2 separate regions of the Sus scrofa genome follow, and region 2 is linked to region 1. The links are chromatin contacts, called in public targeted proximity ligation maps. All regions are on one chromosome and are shown on one strand. The core of a region is the stretch at or near the end of the contact, and the rest is flanking DNA. Distances in the headings are between cores, read along the strand shown. Region 1 has its middle 140 kb from the start of NUDT4. Region 2 has its middle 120 kb from the start of EEA1.

The links.
Region 2: a contact with region 1 is called in a targeted proximity ligation map of skeletal muscle, with 3 times the contacts expected there. A contact is called at or near these places in 2 of 47 Hi-C or Micro-C datasets (both in skeletal muscle) and 1 of 2 datasets of targeted methods (skeletal muscle).

What each region holds. Positions count from the first base shown.
Region 1 is chr5:89,868,261-89,876,215 of Sscrofa11.1, reverse strand. No RefSeq gene overlaps it. Among named protein-coding and RNA genes, the nearest start is that of NUDT4, 140 kb to the right of the region's middle.
Region 2 is chr5:90,011,675-90,019,629 of Sscrofa11.1, reverse strand. No RefSeq gene overlaps it. Among named protein-coding and RNA genes, the nearest start is that of EEA1, 120 kb to the left of the region's middle.

The sequences.
Region 1 (7,955 bases), core at 2,641-5,140:
GAAAAATAGAATATATAAAAGATCGATTCAGGTTAAACAACAACAGGAATTCCAGAAAGAAAAAACAAAGGGCATAAAATGACCAAATAAATAACTCAGAAAAATTTCTCAGTTTTAAAGAACATTGGGGAGTTCCCGTCGTGGCGCAGTGGTTAACGAAGCCGACTAGGAACCATGAGGTTGCGGGTTCGGTCCCTGCCTTGCTCAGTGGGTTAACGATCCGGCGTTGCCGTGAGCTGTGGTGTAGGTTGCAGACGCGGCTCGGATCCCGCGTTGCTGTGGCTCTGGCGTAGGCCGGTGGCTACAGCTCCGATTCAACCCCTAGCCTGGGAACCTCCATATGCCGCAGGAGCGGCCCAAGAAATAGCAAAAAGACAAAAAAAAAAAAAAAAAAAAAAAAAAAAAGAACATTGATCTTCAGGTTGAGAGACCTTAGCACAAAAGAAAAAAGCTATGTATACCAAGGAGTTCCCATTGCAGCTCAGCAGGTTACAAACCAACTAGAATCCATGAGGATGTGGGTTCCGTCCCTGACCTCACTCAGTGGGTTAAGGATCTGGCGTTGCCACAAGTTGCGATGTAGGTCACAGACAGAGCTTAGATCAAGCGTTGCTGTGGCTGTGGTGTAAGTGGGCAGCTTCAGCTCTGATTCGACCCCTAGCCTGGGAACTTCTACATGCCACAGGTGCAGCCCTAAAAGGGGGGGAGGGGAGCTGTACCAAAAAGCGGCATCATGAAATTCCAAAACATTAGACATAAAGACAATAATGGAATCCTTCCCTTACACTATACACCAAAATTGATACCAAGTAGATTAGAGATGTAAATGTGTAAATCAAAACCTGAAAACTTTTATTTATTTATTTATTTATTTATTTTTGTCTTTTTTTTTGGCAATTTCTTGGGCCACACCCGCGGCATATGGAGGTTCCAGGCTAGGGATCTAATCGGAGCTGTAGCCACCAGCCTACACCACAGGCACAGCAACGTGGGATCCGAGCCGCATCTGAGACCTACACCACAACTCACGGCAATGCCTGATCCTTAACCCACTGAGCAAGGCCAGGGATCGAACCCGCAACCTCATGGTCCCTAGTCGGATTCGTTAACCACTGCGCCACAACAGGAACTCCAAAACCTGAAAAATTTTAGAAAAGTAAGTAGCATAAAATCCTATGTCCTTACAGTAGAGAATTATTTTTTTAAATAAGACAATAAATGCAAAGAAAAAAATGACACCTTTGACTATGCTAAATTTAAAAGTTCCATTACATCAGAGGACAGTGTAGCAGAGACTGTCTCGTTGTTCACTCATCCTTTTGTCCTTCCCTCCTGTACACACAGCCAGACTGCATTTCTCAGACTCATCTACAATAAGACATGGCCATGTGACTCATACTGGCCAATGAAACGCATTAATTTGAGGCAAGCTATCCTCCATCATTTGAAAGCTATCTGGCTAACCGTATTTTTAGTATTTCTGAGAATTCAAGACATATTTATGAAGCACTGTCTTTGAGCTCAGCATGGAAGGAGGTGCTCAGAGCAGCTAAGGACACCATTCTGGGGCCTCTCAGCTCTGCCAGCTATTAGCTAGGTGACCTTGGGCAAGTTACTTCACTTCTCTGTCCCTAATTTTTCTCATCTGTCAAATGTGAGACATAAAAAGGACATGGCCTATCACAAGCAGACATTGTGAAGTTTCAAGCATACACAGTAAGTATTCAAATACCTTGGCTTCTATTACATTTTTGAAAAGGATTTAATCTACAATTGAGTGCAAAAATGAAAGGAAAATAATAATCAATGCAATTAGAAGATTTTTCATTGTCTAGTGAAGCAGCTGACACATAGTAGGTCCTCAACAAATCTACTTTTTGAATGAACAAATGAATGAATATTAGAGTAAATAATAGTGAGAAATTTACTTAGGCAGGATAGGTATGAGCTCCTTAGCACTACTCAGCAATTGTTTTCTGTATTTCATAGTCCCAGTTTACACCAAGATCGCTTGGGAGCTATCTAAAAACACCAGTGGCTGAACCCCATCAAACAAATCAACTGAATCAAAACTTTGGGATGGGAAGTAAGTAAGCATTGGTATTTTCTTTAACTGTTCTGTTGTGCACCAGCTTCAGAATCATTGTTTTAATTCATTCTGGGTTGACTCCTTTCCTATTCCACATAGGGTAAATATTCCAAAACTTCCTTATTTCTTCTGGCCCCCAACTCTATCCCCAATGCCCTCATTATTGGCATACAGCTATTCTTCATCTTCTCTCTTCTGTCTCACTTTTTACTCTTCTCTTCCCTGCTCATCCTGGACTCCTTCACTGCCCCCATTCAAACCTGCAGTTACCCACTTTTGCACTTATACTGTTCTAATGAGTAGGTCATGCATCTGCCCACTGTCCAACTAGACAGTGAATTCTCCAGAGGCAGGGTCCATTCAATCTCTGCAGTCTCTCTCTCTATGAAGACAGGTGATAGTATGTTCCCTCGGTGGTCAAGGGAGAAAAGCTGATGCCCAGTATATGAGAAGCACTTTTTTTTTTTTGGCCATGCCATAGCATGTGAAGTTCCCAGGCCAGGGATCAAACCTGTGTCACAGCAGCAACCCAAGCTGATACAGTGACCCTGGATCCTTAACCCTCTGCTCCCCAAGGGAACTTCCTGGTAAGTACTTACAAAATGTCACTGAATGGGGAGGTGGGACCTTTACCTGGGCCTTGAAAGGTCAGTAAGAATCAAGAAAGAAAAGAGTAGATTTTATAAGAGGTATAGAAAACAAAACCTAAAATATGGAATTCAGAACATCAGCATTTAACTCCCCCTAGAACTTTCAAGAAACTATCACCATTAAACTTCAATAACACATATGAATCACTACTACTTGTTGTTGCAACTAAAATATGGCTTTTGAAAGTACTTTGTCAACTACGAAAGGCAATATAAATGGAAGAATAGTACCAAGAGGAAAAGAGAGCACAAGAGAGAGACAAATCCACAAAAAGCATCATTTTATTTCACCATGGAAATACAACTGCAACTTCCTCTCTTGTTTCTCAGTGTCCATATCTGTAAAATGGAGATAGTAGTAATACCTCCTTCCATAGGATTGCTGGGATGATTAAATGAATTAATAAATATGAAAAGTGTAGCAGATTATGTTGCATATGGTAAGCACAATATTGTTTATTATTATTATACCCAAAATGTTAATGCTTGCACCTTTCAATTAGGAAAGGAAAAGAAGAATGACTTTAGGAAAGAGGAGGATGACCAGGCACATTTCATAAGCTACCTAGGAGTTCCCTGGTGGCTCATCAGGTTAAGGATCTGGTGTTATCTCTGCTGTGGCTTTGGTTCCATCCCCGGCCCTGGAACTTTTGCATTCCACATGTGTGGCCAAAAAAAAATTACTATATGAAGCTCCCTGGTGGCTCAGGGCATTAGGTATCTGGCATTGTCACTGCTGTGGCCTGGGTTGGATCCTTAGCCAAGGAACTTCTGCATGCCACAAGCTCAGCCAAAAAAACAAGAGCCATTTGATTTGAATTCTCTCTACAAAACTGTTAAGTAGGTAACACTGTGGCTGTTTTATAGCTAAGGACATAGAGGCTCCAAGCCATATGGCTCTTCAGGGCACTTCAGGCACATTCTCATTCTATAGGGCAACGCAAGCACTTTCTCTTTCAGAGAAGACCTCCTTGTTTACTGAAGCCATTAATTCCTTGGGCACAATCCCATTATAATGTGCTAGAGATCATTAAAGCTGTTCAGCTCTGCTAAATGGCACCGTAATCAAACTGTCAAGGAGGCTTGGAAACTCAAAGACTGCTGTTAAATCATCCTTCTGGCCTCTCGTTGCCAGGGAACGTAATCTCAGTTCCTTTAACCTTTCCTCACAGGTGTTACTTTCCTAGCGCTTAGTCATTGTCCCTCTCCTCTGCAGTCCTGAATTTCAGAGGGAACTGAGAGAGGCGGACTTGGATACCACCTCTTCTCTCCCTACAGGTCCCACCCCTTCTCTTGGCTCTTTTTGGCAATGCTGGTTAATATCATCAGAGGTTTGTCTAATTTTCTTAGTTTTCTCAAAGAAGCAAATTGCCATGGTTCATCCCATTTATCTTTGTATTCGATTTTATTGCTGGCCATTCCTTGTTTAAAATTATTGAGCTGTAATTTACATGTTGTAAAGTCGCCCCTTTTAATATATAATCCTATGAGTCTCAACAAATGCATACAATGATAGAACCACAAGAAGATATATTTCAATTATCTCAAAAAGCTCCCTTGTGGCTCTTTGTGGCCCGTTAGCCCCTGGCAAATATTCTCTTCGGTCTCTAGAGTTTTGCCTTTTCCCAAATGTCACATAAATGGAATCAGATGATAGGATTTTGAGATTTTTGAGTCTGGATGGTTTCATTTAGCAGAATGCATATTGAGATTCAATTCGTATTCAACATGTATTGTATCACAAGTTAGTTCCTTTTACTGCTCATTATTTGGATGGACAATAGTTTGTTTATTCATTCACCAGTTGAAGGACATTAGGGTTGTTTCTAGTTTGGGGTGTTTATGAATAAAGCTGCCATAAACATTTGCATACAGGTTTTTGCATGAACATAAGTTTTCAGTTCCCTCAGGCAAACACTTAAAAGTGGGATTACTCAGTCATATGGTAAGTATATTTTAATTTTATGAGAAACTGCCAAACTGTTTTCTAAAATGGCTTTGTCATTTTGCATTCCTACACCATGGGCAAGAGTTCTACTTACCCTGCATCCTCATCAGCACTTGATATTATCAATTTTTATTTTATGTTATGTTATTTTACTTTACTTCAGTTTAGCCATTCTTTTATGTGTATAGCTTCTCAGAGTGGTTTTCATTTGCATTTCTCTAACAATGTTGAGCATCTTGTATGCTTATTGAGAATTTATATATTTTTAAGTTTCTTTTCAAGTTATTTGTTCATTTTGTAAATCGGATTTTTCCCTTAGTTCTTTTTTTTTTTTTTTTTTTTTTTTTTTTTTGCCTTTCTATAAGGCCGCACCCGCTGCATATGGAGGTTCCCAGGCTCAGGGTCTAATGGGAGTTGTAGCCACCAGCCTATGCCAGAGCCACAGCAATGCCAGATCCAAGCCTAGTCTGCAACCTGCAACACAGCTCATGGCAACACCGGATCCTTAACCCGCTGAGCGAGGCAAGGGATCAAACCCACAACCTCATTCTTCCTAGACAGATTCCTAGACAGATTCCTTAACCACTGAGCCATGACGGGAACTCCCTGAGTTTTGAAAGATCTTATACATTCTGGCTAAAAGCCCTAATATTCCTGCTTACTTTTTTAATCTTCCTAAAGGGAAGATATCAGACACTTCTGAGAAGAGAATAGAGATGGTGTTTAGCCCATACTTATTCGTCACAAGGGAGACAGATGTTTATAGAAGACAGGAAAGGCCTTGATTATATAGTAACCTAGAATTTTTCATTCTCTTCATCTTATTCCATACAAGTTAAAACAATATGGTGGAGGATCTATGGTCAGAGAGAAGAAAGACATAATATAACACAAAAAATTTCTAATAGTGGGCTAAAACCAGTAAGGGAAGAGCTAGATTAGTAGCTGTTTCACTTTGAGACTAGACCAGGAGTTGCCATTTTTGTTCTATCCTTTCTCTTAAGAGTTAAGAATCTCCCTTACTTCCTGCATCTCCAGCTCCAATGCGACACATCAGTCTGGCTGAATACCTGAGTCAGAATCAGAGAGAATGAGATTGGTCCTGAGAAAAGGGAACCAAGAAAGGAGAAGAAGAGGAGATCCCTGGTGCCTTAGGAGAACTCGGTATGTACTAAGCCGTGACTTTACTAGACTCCCAGAGCATGTGTGATCAATAGAAATATTTTTAGGTAGCAAAGTCTGAGAGGTGGTAATCTACTTGGGACTGCTGGAAAATCATGAAGGGCATGATGCTGTGTTTGCAAAGTTCTTCACAATGGATTGCAAATATCAATTCTCCACATCAAAGAAGAGAGCAAAGGTGAAGCTTTTTAGTAATGGACCATAACATCCCACCTCCTAGCCATTATGGACAGAATTAGGAAGAGAATGAGCCCAACTCCCTATCTGTGTTCCCATTACACAGCTCTCGCTAAGGAAAGATAGGTGGAAAGATAGATGGATAGACAGATAGATAGATGATAAATAAATATATAATCACTGGCTTTTAACTCTAATCGAATAATCCTAGAATTTCTGATTCTGTATTACTTACTTGATCTGAGAATATGTTGTGGTTTTGAAGCACTCATAGCATCTAAGAAATGAAAAAAGACAAATTCAAAGTGCTTGACCTTTCTACGGTAAACCTAAATAGTCAATCTACTTTCATTTCCTTTCTCTTATGTCAAAATAGACAGTTAAACCTCAAGTACAGAAATGCGAATTTCTGTTGGCACAGATGATACCAAATGTACCCCAGTAAATCGCTACATGTCTTGACCTCTACAGCTCTTCTGCTGCTCCCTATATTTTGGACTGAGTATTTCCTTAATTGTCTCTACTTACATAGGTCAGTTCCACCTCATGGAAGTGTGTGTAAGATGAGCGGTTCTGAAAATACGTCATCATGGATCATCAGTTATAATGAGAAGTAGATTAAGCCAGGGGCACACCATCAAATGATCTGCCAGAGGTACAGTTGACAAAGTCTTCATCAGTCATTACTGATATAAATACCATCCTCCTCAGCGGACCATTTGCAATGTGTCTCTCAGAGCTAAATCAGTACTCTTAATTGCAACATCAGTTATGGGCCCTGCTCAATGATGAGACGAGCAAAGATATGAGGATGTTCTCAGCCAAAGCTATTTATACACACCGCACGGTCCTAAATTATCTGGCAGGGAGGGGATGGGAAACGGCAGAAAGTTGACAGGACTGAAAACTGAATCCATCCCCCACTTTTTGGACCATTCCCACAAGAGAGACTATTCTAGGCACCTCCTTTCTGAGAGAAAAAGGTAAGAAATCTCAAATCCTGTGAGAATGCCGTCTACCCAGGTGTCAACTGACATTTCACTGCTAATACTCCTTTTTATTGTGTGAGTCCAAAACTTTAAACAGACTACGGGAAAGAAAATTCAAGTTGCATATATATCAGATTAAATGAGGAGTCTTCGTAGACTCTCCTTTTGTCCTTAAAATAGAATAAGGTTGTAGAGGAGAAAATTGATTTGGTTATTTCAGAACTTGGAGAATAAAAAGTCCAGACTTCAATATAAAAACTTTCTGCAACATAATATATAAATGTTAATTACATATTCATTAACTGATATATTAAATGCCAGAGATTCAAAATAAATACAGGAAGAATAGTAAATGTATGATATATTGGGGAAGAAATAGTTATAATTGTAACTTCATTCATTTAGTGCTTCTATGTGTCAAGAGACTGAATGCTAAGAACCCTGCCTATAATATCTCAATGAATTCTTCCTACAACTCAATAATAGATATGTTATTGTCCATGTGTTATTGATAAGGAAACTATGGCTCAAAACATCAACTGGTATAAGTCACATACCATTTTTTAAATTTATTTTTTGATTGTTTTTCTTTTTTTCTTTTTTTTCTTTTTACAGCCACACCTGTGGCATATGGAAGTTCTGAGGCTAGGGGTTGAATACGCCATAGCTACAACACCACCAGATCCAAGCAATGCTGGATCCTTAACCCACTGAGGGAGGCCAGGGATGGAACCTACATCCTCATGGACACTATGTTGGGTTCTTAACCTACTGAGCCACAATGGGAACTCCCTCACATACCATTTAGTGATAATTCAAATTCTCATCAGACTCCAAAGTCTTTACTTTAAAACATTACTCTTTATTCTATGTATTTGTACCAACTTCATAGCTTAACTTACTCCTATATCCTGCTTCCC
Region 2 (7,955 bases), core at 2,885-5,384, 140 kb before region 1:
AGCAAACATACTGGCCCTTTTTTAAAAGAGAAGCTTAATTTGGGTAGATGGAATTCAGCAACCCCTAGTCTAGGCTGGATTCAACTAATCTCTTTATTGCCTGATTGAATTCTGCATTCTTTTCATGGTCTTTTTGTCCAGCTCTGTCCACAAAAGACCCATCTGTCTGAAAACCATTAGCCTTTCTTTAGTCCAAAATTTAAGTGAATCATAGGTACTCCTTAAGTGATGTGCAAAACCCTAAAAATCTCTTTGAAATGCACATATACTAACTCGGATAGAAATCACATCACCACTTTAATCCTCATAACACCACCATCACCACAAACGCACTGGTTTAGATCACTAAAGAAGCAGCACAATAAGATAAGAGGTGATTATGCTATGAGTTTCAATGTCTCTTAAAAACATCTCTTGTTGATATTTGCTTAGAATGCTCTGTGGAAAGAACAGAGACCTTTTTGTTAGCAGTTTTTGAAAGCCCTGACTCCAAGGCAGTTACAAACTCAAGACATTGCTGGGAGAAATTCTGTTGTATGAAGACAGTTAGAGTTGGAAGGCATTTGATGATCATTCGGTCTAACCTCATGCTGTACAAAGAAGACTGAGCTCCAAAGAAAGGGGATAAGGTCGGGCAGGGGCTGGGGGGTCTCCTTCACTGTCTATCGTCTATGTTCCAGGCATTATGCAAGTTAACTTTCCATTAAGATGCACAGAGTGGCTCTTGATAGTCCTTTTCTATTCTTTTCCCCGCTTAGACACATTGCAAATGTTCCCATGCTCCACAGGTTCACTCATCTCCTTGTCTTGCATCACCTGGGCCTCCCCATCCAACATGTCAGTGGAAATAATCAGCTGCTCGGTACTTCAGATTTCCAACCCAGCCTCACATATACCCACATGCCATAGGAGCAACAGGAATCAAATTCTGATGGTCGAGAGCTGAAAAGGAGGTGAATAAGTAGAGACTCTCTTTCCAGAAATTTCGTTTAGGGGAAGGAGTGAGATTGGGCAGATGCTGGGGTAAGGATGTAGGGTCAAGAGAAGGCTGGGGAATGGGGAGAGTTGAGCATGTTCATAGATAAAAGAAAGAGGGTGTAGAGACATGGCAGAAAGGGAATGACTGACAGAGCAGGACACTAGAGAAAACCTGGGGGGTATAGGTTGAAGTGTTAAATTTGAAGGAAGGCGAGCTGCTCCATCCTCCAAGCAGGAGAAAGGAAGGTAGAGTTGGGGATTGATACTGCTGAGGCTGTTAATGAGAAAACAGTTCAGATGATTGCCCTAGAGTTTGGCTTAAGAGAGGAGGGGGAGATAGCCTAGCTGAGCATGATGCTCTAGGCTCTGAACACCTGCAGGAACTAACTAATAAGGGTGAAGGAGTGAATGAGCTAGAAGGACACTGCGGTCTGAGATTTCCAGTTGGGGTCATCCTGAGTGATGACACGGCAGGGCAGGGCTATTGAAAGACCTGCGTGGTGAAGTAGAGGCCAAGTAAAAAACACTCCGTTTGAAGCTCAAGATCAGAGGAGCCAGTGGGTTCAGGAGGGTCACCCTTTAGGACACTGGAGTCACTGAGGTTGACAATTGGCAGAAGCTGGGAGAGTGAGAGAGGTCAAGAGCCTACTGCCCAAATCTTCTGTACATACAGAGACTGATCAGCAGATTGACGCATGAGACACGGATGACCTAGGGATGTGATGTGAGCCTCAGAGCCCAAGGGAATTTTATGTGAGAGGGTGGAAGAATGGCCTGGCAACAGCTTCGGAGAGCAATGGAGACATTCTCAACTCCCAACCCGAGGGGCAGGAGGTAGGTAAGAGTAAGGTCCTTTCCCTTGAAAGGATGAAAGAAAAGCAAGGATGTCAGGGGAGACTCAGGCCTCAGCTGATGGCAGAAAATAGGGAAACATTTAGCAGAAATGCTAAGAATACAGGGACTCTGTTTATCGTGGACTAGGTTCCAGAGGCATGGTTGAGGAGGGAGTTCCGTCGTGGCGCAGTGGTTAACGAATCGACTAGGAACATGAGGTGCGGGTTCGGCCCTGCCAGTGGGTTAACGATCGGCGTGCCGTGAGCTGTGGTAGGGCAGACGCGGCCGATCCGCGTGTGGCTCTGGCGTAGGCGTGGCTACAGCTCGATTGACCCTAGCCTGGAACCTCCATATGCCGGAGAGCGCCAAGAAATAGCAAAAAAAAAAAAAAAAAAAAAAAAAAAAAAAAAAAAAAAAAAAGGAGGGATGCAGGAGAAAGACACAAAAAGCATCCTGGGGTGATAATACATAATGGAGTAAAGACTAAAGAGGTCTGTACTCAAGGATGGGAGCCACAGGAGGCAGAAGGACCTTGGGCCTCAATTCACTGTGTGACCTTAGGTGAGTTACTTCCTCTGTCTGTGTGTCAGTTTCATCAGTGTAAAATGAGGATGGTCCTGGTATTTACCTCGTAAATTTGTTCTTGCTATGAGTAGTAAATGTGTTAATGTATGGAAAATACTTAGAAAATTGACCGGCACCTAGTCCGTCCTGGGAATCATTTGTTTCCTCCAACTCCACCCATTCCCTTGCATGACAGACGTCTGGTTATATCAAACCCTGAACAATGCACCTTTACTTCCTGTCACTTACATGCAGCAAAAAAACCCAGAGTCAAAAAAAAAAAAAATCTGTTTTTTTTTGTCTCTTTAGGGCTGCACCCACGGCATATGGAGGTTCCCAGTTAAGGGGTGGAATCAGAGCTGCAGCAGCTGGCCTACACCACGGCCACAGCAGTGTCATACCTGAGCCGCATCTTCAACCTATACTGCAGCTCCCAGCAACGCTGGATCCTTAACCCACTGAGTGAGGCCAGGGATCGAACCAGCGTCCTCATGGATATTAGTTGGGTTTGTTACCGCTGAGCCATGACAGGAATTCCTTGAAGGCATTAGTTAAATGAAACAGTCACAAAAAGACGAATCAATACTGTATGATTCCATTTAACGAAGTATCTAAAATAGTCAGATTCACAGAACAGAAAGTAAACTGGCGGTTCCCAGCGGCTGGGGGCAGTGGGGATGGGACGGGGCAGGTGCTGTTCAATAGGCGTAGAGTTTGCAGGATGCGGTTCTGGAGAGCGGTCTCAGAACAACATGAATATACTTAACACGACTGAAATGTTACACTTAAAATGATGGTAAATTTTATGTTATGTTTTTAACCACAATTTTAAAAAGAAAAATAAAAAAACCCAGAATCATCTAGTATTCCCCCAACCATACACACTTTAATGATGACTAAAGTAAGGCCCAGAGAAGGTAACAGACTCATGCAAGGTCACACAGCTCACGGAGGCAGAACCTGGGCCAGAACCCATGATTCCGAGCCCAGCGGAAGGGGTCCTTCCATCGCTTCATGCTCTGAATGCCAGGCACTGAGACAATGGAAAGGATGACACACTTGATTTATCAGTAGTGACAGCGACAGTCCAATGAACCAGAAAGGGATAAAGATTCCACTCCGTGCGTATAAATGCTCATGGGCCTGTGTCCTTTCTCCAAATCTCATCAGGATTATTCCAACCAGCCCGTCTGAGAGGCCACAGTGGGAATCTCAAAGTACCACAGCGTCTCTTTCTATTCTGCGGCAGGCCTGGGAACAGAGGAGAGCAGCTTTTCTGTTCCCGGGCTGTTCCCCCCTGTAATTTAGAAGTCCAGACAGTTACACCGGAAAACCGAAAGAAAAACAGGGGCGCACTTAAAATCAAGCTCAGTGTGGGGTCTCCAACATCCAGCAAAGCTGCTGGTTAAAACTTGCTACTTTGATACCGGTTTGTTCACTTGCTCCTCTCTGGCCTCAAAGAGGACGTCTCTTTCCCATTTAGCTCCTCATTCCAAAGTCCACAAAGGAGACAACCGAAAATCTGGCCTCAGCCCAAGAAGCAGAGATGAAAACCAGACCTTTTTTCTTTTTAAGGGTGATGACCAGAGACTGACTTCTATTTTATATCAGAAATTTCTATTGTTTCCATGGCAATCATGAGTGCGGCTTGAAGATCCCCACAGGACCTGGCTTGATGAGTCCAGAAATCTCCTTAAAAGCGTCAGAGCTGAAGCCAAGACCTCCCTCGCCTCTGCTGCTCAGGTCTCCTTGACACACAAACAGCTCATGCGCACAACACCCCTCCGAGCTCTGAAGGAATTAGGAAAATCCTCCTCGCATCAGTACGGCCTTTGATGAAGACCTAAAGAAAATATTTTGGCAAGGACGTTTCTAAAGATCTGTCCACTCCAGATATATATATATATTTTTTTTGTTCTCAGCAACCCTACCGAGGCTGAATCAGGATGCCTATAAAAAGCCTCCTGTGTTCTCCCTGATGAATCCTCAGGAAGGATGGAATAGGATGGGGGTCAGAGGCTTGGAACCGGTGCCAGAGGCTGAGGCTGCCAGCTTGGCTGGGTGCGCTGGTGGCGGCCCTGAGTGCCCGTCCTCCTGCTCCTCCCCCTGGTGTGGCCTCTGCCCACACTCCTTAAGGGAGTTGGCTGGGCTCCTGGCTTGTCTCGCCTGTGTGTCTGCTAGTCATCGAACAAAATGTGGGATTACTTCCATGCCCAGTGTCCCAGATGCTCACAAGCGCAGAGCCAAGGATCAGCTGAAACAGAAGGGAGGGGACCGAGCCCAGAAGCCCTCCTGACAAGATGTAGCCGCGCGTGAGCTGTGGTTCCTGCCAGTTATTCCTGCCGTAGGACACACCTGTCAAGTAAAACCCAATGAGCCATTCAGGAAACATCCTGTGCCTCTTGTTTGGAGCTGCTCCTGGAAACAAGGACTTTCCTAAGATAGTATCGAGCATGAAAGTGGGGGAAAAGCCTCCAAGGCAGTTGGCCCCCTGCAGCCTCTCTCCCACGTGCACAATCAGAAGTCAGGAAGAGGTGAGACGGCTTTGCTGCCCCCCCCCCAAGCTCCTCCTGCCCCCACCCTCATCTACAAGGACCATCTTCACAGCCCGAAACTCCAGAGGAGCTGGCCTTGAGGTAACACCTTCCACCTCAAAGTAAACGCTGATGAAACACTTTCTCTAAGCTGAACGGTATCCACTTCTTTGTGGATGACCAGCACCTGCAAACCAAAAGGACCTGCAGGGTGGGGGCACGTACTGCCCCTGGGAACAGAAACAAAGCCTCGGAGGACCACCTGTACCACTCAACTGCCCAGAGGCCACTGGACTGAGACTCCTCCAGCAGCTCTGCCTCTGGGAGTTAATTCCAGAAGAATTTCATAGACAATTCCTTACCATCTTGTCCAAGGAAAGCAGCACTCGATACCCAGAGGAGACTATGGAAGTAGGGACCCCAGAGGATGACGAGATCCCAGGCTTAGGAAAGGTGGGGAGCACTAGAGAAAGGAGATGGCCAAGATTATCTCAAGGCAAGAGAGAAGAAACCAAAACTATTGGCTGGGGGCAGGGAGGAAGCAAAAAATGAGGGGTAGATGTTTTGAGGGATCCAGGGAGGCAGCCCTTCCCCTGGCACAAGGTGTGTGTCTAAGGGCCACAGGAGAAGTACAGAGAACACTGAGGACGGGGTTGAAATAGTTTGTTGACTACTCCTTTGGAAGGCAGCAGAAGGAACTGCATCCATAATTATGTCATCCTCCTTATAAAGATGAGGTTGAAGAGACACACTTGTTCCTTGGATCAAGACATGTCTTTTTTACAAAGCAACTCCAAACTTGGACAGGTAAGAGAAGCTGTGTAGTGTGGCGATCAGCACTGGCTTGGGAGGCTTCTCTTCTGGGCAGTAGTTAAGAACCAAATCTGGATGTTGGGGATATGGCAATGGCCATCCGGACACTGCGCGAGGGACTTTGCATTTGGGACCTTTGCGCCTCAGGCCCATATAAACAGCTGCCTACTCGGCATCCTCACTCAGATTCTACAGGCATCTCAAACTCTTTCCAAACTGAGCATCTGTTCTTCCACAGACTCCCGTTTGAACACTTTCCAGGTACTCAAGCCAAAAGCCTTGCAGTGGTATTTGATCCTCCATCACTCTTCATGCTGTACCCAATCTGTCAAGAAGTCCTGTTGGCCCTGCCTTCAAAATGTAACCCAGGGAATTCCTGTGGTGGCTCAGCAGGTTAAGAACCCAATGGAGTATTCGTAGGGTGCAGGTTCAGTCCCTGGCCTCACTCAGTGGGTTAAGGATCCAGTGTTGCCATAAGCTGTGGCATAGGTCATGGATGTGGCTCAGATCCCGTGTTGCTGTGGCTGTGGCATAGGCCAGCAGCTGCAGCTCCAATTCGACCCCTAGTCTGGGAACTTCCACATACTGCAGGTGCAACCTTAAAAAAATAAAAAATGAAAAAAAAAATGTAACTCAGAAGTTCCCTGGTGGCTCAGCAGGTTAAGGATCCGGCATTGTCACTGCTGTGGTGCAGGTTTGACCCCTGGCCCAGGAACTTCGGCATGCTGTTTGCTCAGCCAAAAAAACCAAATCCAAAACAAATGTAACTCAGAATATCTCTACTTCTGTCCACATATACTACCACCAGCCTGGTCCAGGCCACCCTCCCGTCGCAACTGAATTTTTGTCATGGTCTCGTCACTTTGTCATCTGTTTTCACTATAGCAGCCAGAGGGATCTTTTTACCATGTGAACCAAGTCGTGTCACTATACTGCTCAAAATCAGCCAATGGTTTCTCATTCGACTAGGAGTAAAAGCACTGTGCTTCCTATAGCGCTGCGATTCTCTCCCTGATACTATCAGGTGACATCTCTGCTTTCCCTGCATCAGCCCTGCAGATTTCTTTGCTTTCTCTTGAGCATTCCAGGCTCTATTCTCACATCAAGTTTTTTGCACTGGCTGTTCCTTCTGCCTGGAATGCTTGTCCCCTAGATCTCATCCTCTCAAGTCTTTTCTCAAATGTTCCTTGGGTGAGGCTTTCAAACTGCCCTACGAAAAGTGGCTCAACTCCCTCCATACACAGTCCTAGCCCCTTTTCTGCCTTATTTGTTTTCCAAAGCCCTTATGCTGTATCTGTTACTTATTTTCTTTCTATCTCATCTGTCTCTCTTCTCTGGAATGTAAGTTCCTTAACGTTAGGATTTGGCTCACTGCTGTAACCCTGTTGCCTGCGATGGTACTTGATACAGAAAAAATGTGTGATGAGGGACCTTCCAAAACCTTCACAGTCATCTTACCTTTCGCAGACATCACATAGCTAGAGACTGCGCTGTCATTTTTACCTCTTTATACCTAATTTTCCCTCTGTAAGAAGTCTGCGAGTTGATAATTCTACCCTGGGCTCTTCTTCACCCTGAGGCCCCATTCCAGCAATTGAACTCGGTACTTGACATCTTGAGCTGACTAACCTGTTGGGCCACACATTAGCTCATGCAGCCTGAAGGCAATTCCCGATTTTCAGGCACTGTTGAGGGATAAAAGAAAGGAACAAATAAACCAGGAGGGAGATTCCAGAGGAGAGGAAATTTCAAAGCTAGGATTCCACCACGTAGCTTTGAACTCCTATCACTACGAGAATGTCTGTGTGTGTGTGTGTGTGTGTGTATTCACTCTACAAAATTCCAGACGATTAAAAAAATAATCTTATCCTAACTGAGAGGGACGTCCTGAGGAAAATGATATTTAGAATAGGCAAGGGGAAAAGAAGCACACAACCTGGGTTTGAATGGCAGAAAATCTTTTGAAAATTGCCATATTAAAAAATGTCCAGGGAGTTCCCTTTGTGGCTCAGCAGTTAACGAACCCGACTAGGATCCATGATGATGCGAGTTCAATCCCTGGCCTTGCTCAGTGGGTTCAGGATCCAGTGTTGCCAGGAGCTGTGGTGTAGGTCGCAGACATGGCTCAGATCCCGCGTTGCTGTGGCTGTGGCGCAGGTCAGCAGCTGTAGCTCTGATTCGACCCCTAGCCCAGGAACTTCCATATGCTGCGAGTACGACCCTAAAAAGCAA